2 separate regions of the Mus musculus genome follow, and region 1 is linked to region 2. Evidence: chromatin contacts called from public promoter capture Hi-C data. All regions are on one chromosome and are shown on one strand. Each heading gives the region's core, a stretch centred on a gene start, on an enhancer-like site or on the middle of the called end of the contact. The rest is flanking DNA. Distances are from core to core; before and after follow the strand shown. Region 1 overlaps Phf20 (PHD finger protein 20). Region 2 overlaps Phf20 (PHD finger protein 20).

Region 1 (2,700 bases), core at 116-2,615, 41 kb before region 2:
GGCAAAAGGATCTCTGTGAGTTCAAGGCTAACCTGGTCTACATATCTAGTTTCAGGACAGCCAGTACTAAATAAAGATACCCTATTATAAAAAGAAAAAATAAATAGATATAAATAGAAAGGTTCAGATGGCAAATTTGGTATTTGGCATTATGTATATTTTACCACAATTTAAAAAGCCCTCACTATAAATGTAAAAAAAAAACAAAAAAAAACAAAAAAAAAACTCACTGGGCGTGGTGGCTCACGCCTTTAATCTCAGCACTTGGGAGGCAGAGGCAGGCGGATTTCTGAGTTCGTGGCCAGCCTGGTCTACAGAGTGAGTTCCAGGACAGCCAGGGCTACACAGAGAAACCCTGTCTCAAAAAACCAAAACCAAAAAAACCAAAAAAAAAAAAAAAAAAAAAACCAAAAAAACCCCCAAAAAACCTCAGTGTAAAACAAGTAACTGTACACCCAAAGGTAACACAACACAAGCTGTGAGTGAATACATTAAGCCATAGTGGCCAACATCTATAATTCCATTTCTCAAGGGAAGGCTAAGACATGGTGGAAGGACAGAACCACCTCCTGCAAACTGTCCTCTGACCTCTGACCATGTGCCATTTGGTACACACACACACACACACACACACACACACACACACACACACACACACACACACACACACACACACATTCCTGTACGGGCAAACAAGAGAAACCAAATGCACACATCATGTCCTGGTTTACAGTGTTAGTTGCCTGAATATATGCACTTATCAAATTCAATGAGGTCTTAAAATAAGTGAACTTAATTACATGCAAAGTATTCCTCAATAAGTCAACTGCTTTACAAAGAAACGTTTATTACATAACTGACTTTTGGGGGAGTGGGGTGGGGGAGCGTACTGGTAATCAAACTCAGTGCCACACATGCTAGGCAAACACTCAACCCGAAGCCACATGCTCAGCATAGTAACAGATTTTGTGGTACAGGTCTTTGTGGCTTTCCCTTTTTCCCCAAACCTGACTGAACTGAGAGCCTGAGTAAGCTCCTGCCCAGAGCTGCAGGCACACACTTACTGCAGAATGCTCATCTTGAGCTGCAGGCCGTGCAGCACTTGGATCACTCTCTGCACGTCCCCGAGCAGCTGGTGGGTGGCCACGATCTTCCTGGCATTCTGGTGGGAGTAGTTCTGATCCAGAAATGCCAGACCATGCATGTGTCCCCGGCTCAGCCACTCCTTGTCATACCAGTACTTGAAGCCAGGCCTCTGACCTAAAGAGACGACATTGCAACAGTCAAACATGCCTGAGGAACCCAGGCTGTCCTGTCCCCTCCGCGGTCCTGTGCTTTGATGGCTGTGCTCATTCTGTTCACGTTTCCTTGGCCTCTACTCGGTGCTGGAGACAAAGCTGAAATAAGGCCTGGGCCCTCCTACCCGCAGCAGGGGCTAGAGCACGGATTCCAATTCTGATCAGTAGTCTTCCTCCTTTCAACTATCTCCCTCCCTTCCCATCTTTTCTGCCCCCTCCCCTTCTTTCTCTAGACAAGGCCTCACATGGCTCAGACAACCCTTAAACTAACCATGTAGCTTAAACTGGCTTTGAACCTGTTCCTCCTGCTTCTGTTTGGAGAGTTCTGGGATACAAATGTTCACTACCATGGCCGGCTGAATTACCTCTTCAGATTGAAGTCATTTCCTTCCCCCCTCCACTCACTCTCCCACAGCTTCTGACTGCTCACAGAAGGAAACCCCAAATCCCTATCGATCGATTAAGGCTGACAGCATCCTTCTCTTTCCTCTTCTCCTCACTCCACCCTTATCATGGTTTGTCTGAGTTTTAGAAACACACACACACAAATCTCTTCCTTGGCCTGACCTCTTTCCTCCAGAGCTCTGACAAGGCATCCCCTGGGCCTCTCCAGGACAGATGTTCCCCATCTCCTCAGGCAGGCCTTTGGCCACCAGCCAGCATCAGAGAGCCTCTGGCTCCCCCTCTCTGCTTTCCCTCCTAGCTTCACTTGTACACCTGTCTTGGGTTTATTTAACTTGTTTCAACTTCTGTTCTTTGTCCCCAGTCTCATTAAAAGACAGAAAAGGATCCGTCATATTGATGGCTGCAGTTCCAGAGCCTGGAATGTGTCTCAAATGGACTGAGTATGAACAGAAGACTCCAGATCCTAACTAGACAAGTGACAGGCCCCAGACCTTAACTAGACAGGTGACAGCCCTCCCTTCTCTGGACCCATCTCTGCTTCCCATCGTAACAGATGACCTGGATGGCTCTTGGGTCCGGCTCATCACAAGTCTCTTTAGAAAGGACAGAAAACTAAGCTCAGGGACTAGGCAGCACGTCCTGTTCCAAAAACTCAGGAGACAGCACCTTCCAACCTGACTCATTCACTCTTCAGTCACTAAGAAACCTTGAAACAGGCTGGGCATGGTGGAAGGGACAGTCAAGAGCCACTACCCATTAACCAATGACCCCCACTAAGGAGCCGAGCAAGACTCCGCTTAAGAGTGCTCCAGAGCAGGCAAGGCTCATCCCTTCCAGGGGCAGTGACACAATGGGGGCTGGGATGTTTGTGTGTGTGTGTGTGTGCAAATGTGCCCTCCGACATCCCTGAAATGGCACCAACAGAGAGAGCCACACGCCCATCCTCAGAGCTCTCAAGGAAGAAAGTGTCTGCCAAAACTGGAACAAAAGATCAGCC
Region 2 (2,700 bases), core at 71-2,570:
AGCAAGTGAGTCACCCTGAAAGAAGTCAGATCCTGCACGCGTGCGCCTATCTTCCTTTCATTTCCCTTCGTGCAAATCTGCTCACAAGGTACTAACCTCCCCATACTCCACATGTAGCTCAGTTACAGCAGAAAGAAGATATAAAAAAGATCCGCTTCTGCAGAGACCTGGGAAGACCATTTCCACAGCATTTCCTGTGGTAAACACAAGCTCCCGGCACAGGCCCAAAATAGACTGAACTGGAGGAAAGGGGAGCACACGACCTAGAAACTCCCATCTAATTAGGGGGGAGACTTGCCGAGTGCACTCACCCTTAACCCCATCATGGAGGAAGCACCAACACAAGAACTGTTGCAAATTCAAAGCCAGCCTGGTCTATAGAGTTGTCTCAGACCAGTTTGGGCAATGTAAGAGCAACAGGAAGGAACCTATCTTGTTGCTAATGCTAGCCACTTGCAGTTTCTTCAAGGAGAAAGCCTTGTGAACAGTAGTGCTCCACGGAGTGAAGGTCATGAGGCTCTGGGCATGACAGTCCATGCTGGTAAGCCAACTCCTAGGAGGTCTGAGGCAGAAGGAGCAGGTAAGTCCAAAAACTCAAGGTCAGCCTCAGCCAGACTCTCTCAAGGAAAAAAAAAAAGTTGCAAAGAGGAGTCAAACAGCCCCTGACAAATAAGGCCAAGGTCAACTCACCAAAGATGACCACACACACACACACACACACACACACGCACCGAACCCAGAATCCTATCATTCCTATAAAAGCTAGAGCTGGGGGTATAACATAGCTTCCAATTATGGCTGCTTCACACTAAAAAACAATAAAAGCTGGGCATGATGGCCCAAATTTGTAATCTTAGCACTTGGTGGGAGAGGATTGCTATGAGCTCAAGGCCAGCCTTGACTGCATAGTGAGATCAGGCTAGCCAGGAGTTTGAAGTGAGATCCTAATTCAAAAACAAAACAAAAACCATGTGGGTGTAAGGATTTTATAGTCTCAGCACTCTGGAGGTAGAGGCAGTAGGATCACTAACCAGCCAAGGGCACCCTCAACCACACAGTTCAAAATCTGCCTGGCTACAGGACTCTACCTCAAACAAACCACCCCCAAAGATTCATTATCAATGGCAAGTACTGCTCTGTCTCTTTTCCACCAATTAACTGATTTCCCTAAGAAACTCTTGAGTTATTTAGGGCTGACTAATCATGCCAAACCCACCATGACAGTAGCTGCTGTTCCCCCACTCTGTCCACACTCCCCACAGCCTGCTCAGCCTCAGGAAAACCCCCAAGGAAGTTAAGAGCAGTAAGAAAATTGAGCAGAAGATGAATACACAAGCTGGTTTTCCCTGGGTTCCGCTGTCTCCTAGCAGCTTGGACTAGATGGCCTAGCTCAGAGGAAATGAAAGGCTTCCTGCCAGCAGAGCTCCCCCTCCCCCTCACAGGTCCCTCGTGACTACTGAGAAAACCAACTGAGGTAGGGAGAGAAATCCAGGATAGGAAGGAAAAGAAAGTCAAGAGCTTGGAATCTAGCTTTGAGGTAGGATGCTGTCCTCACACAAATGAAGCCTTGAATTTATTTAACACCCAGAACTGAAAACAAAGTGAACAAGGAGCAAAGGGAGAGAAAGAGGGGTGGGGCAAGATGGCATATGCCTGGAATCCAGATGAGGCTGAGGCAGAACTACAGGTTCCAGAGGCAAATTTGTCTCAGAACAAAACCAGTCGAGCACTATAGTTAGCAACCAAGCCCACAAAGACAGCACCTAAGAACTAGTGGACAGGGTGACACTGCTCAGAGAAAAGAAATCACTGGCTTCACTTCCATAACTTTCCCAGAATGCTTCAACAGCCTCCCACTTTAGGATTTAGCTCACTCTATATCCTCTCACCCTCCTTCCAATCGATCAGTCTCAAGAACCACCAAGGCGTTTAGCACAATATAGACAGGCCTCAGCAGAAACCTCACTCAGTCCCCATGTCCTTCAACAAAGTAAATGAAGCAGCTGGAATTAAGTCAGAACTATAGAACCCATCACCAGGTGGCCAATGACCACCTCATGAGCCCATGGCCTCAAGACTCTCCTTCCTAGAACCTAGCTCATGAGAAAACCACTGAAAGGACTTGGCCTTTTAATTTGCAAAGCTACTCCAGTTTTTTATTATTGTTTGATTCATTGTATTTGGTTTTTTCCTGAGACAGTCTCACTGTGTAGCCCAGTGGCCTCTAACTCAGTATGTAGCCCAGAGCTGATTGCAAACTTGGGATTACCTAGTTCTAGTTTAGCCTCCCAAGGCATGTGCCACCATGTCCAACTGCAGTTGCCCCAACTTAAAAGCTGTTTAAAACTGCTAATTAACTACAGCCAATAATATACGCAATGGTGTTCATTCCTTAATGACTTCAAACGTATTTCACATCCACCCCACACCCACCCCTTCCCCTTATTAGGATTTGTCTGGTCCGTCCTGCTCTTGCACTGTGTCCTCCATCCCCAATGTACACTGTACACTGGCTTCTTTCTGCCTTACTAGGTCTTCTGGTTGCTGTCATGATGCCAAGCTCAGAGCTCTGTAAACACTACATGTAAAATGTCAGTTTCTAAGACTTCTGTGACCTCTATGAAGCCACCCTCTACTTTTCTAAGAGATCACTTGCTCCCCACAAAGCTCCTGGAATCCTCTTCCTCCATCTGCCCCTGC

What was found. Capture Hi-C pulls out chosen DNA fragments and counts their contacts.
Region 1: a promoter capture Hi-C map of adipose tissue shows a contact between it and region 2. The contact joins two enhancer-like sites. A contact is called at or near these places in 8 of 484 Hi-C or Micro-C datasets (the 3T3-L1 cell line, 3T3-L1-derived adipocytes, the HPC-7 cell line and 5 more), 5 of 115 datasets of contacts at active chromatin or transcription factors (the HPC-7 cell line, double positive thymocytes and embryonic stem cells) and 2 of 9 other capture datasets (adipose tissue and pancreatic islet).

The regions. Positions count from the first base shown.
Region 1 is chr2:156,297,081-156,299,780 of GRCm38.p6, reverse strand. It overlaps Phf20 (PHD finger protein 20), which reads right to left. Exons shown (of 18, transcript NM_172674.2): 15 at 1,065-1,260. Among named protein-coding and RNA genes, the nearest start is that of Cnbd2, 14 kb to the left of the region's middle. Within about 2 kb of position 1,365, at least 25 of the 459 cell types and tissues checked have an H3K27ac peak or open chromatin away from gene starts, as enhancers often do. A contact at or near this core is called in adipose tissue, where this site is marked.
Region 2 is chr2:156,255,956-156,258,655 of GRCm38.p6, reverse strand. All of the region lies in intron 4 of Phf20 (PHD finger protein 20), which reads right to left. Among named protein-coding and RNA genes, the nearest start is that of Cnbd2, 55 kb to the left of the region's middle. Within about 2 kb of position 1,320, at least 147 of the 459 cell types and tissues checked have an H3K27ac peak or open chromatin away from gene starts, as enhancers often do. A contact at or near this core is called in adipose tissue, where this site is marked.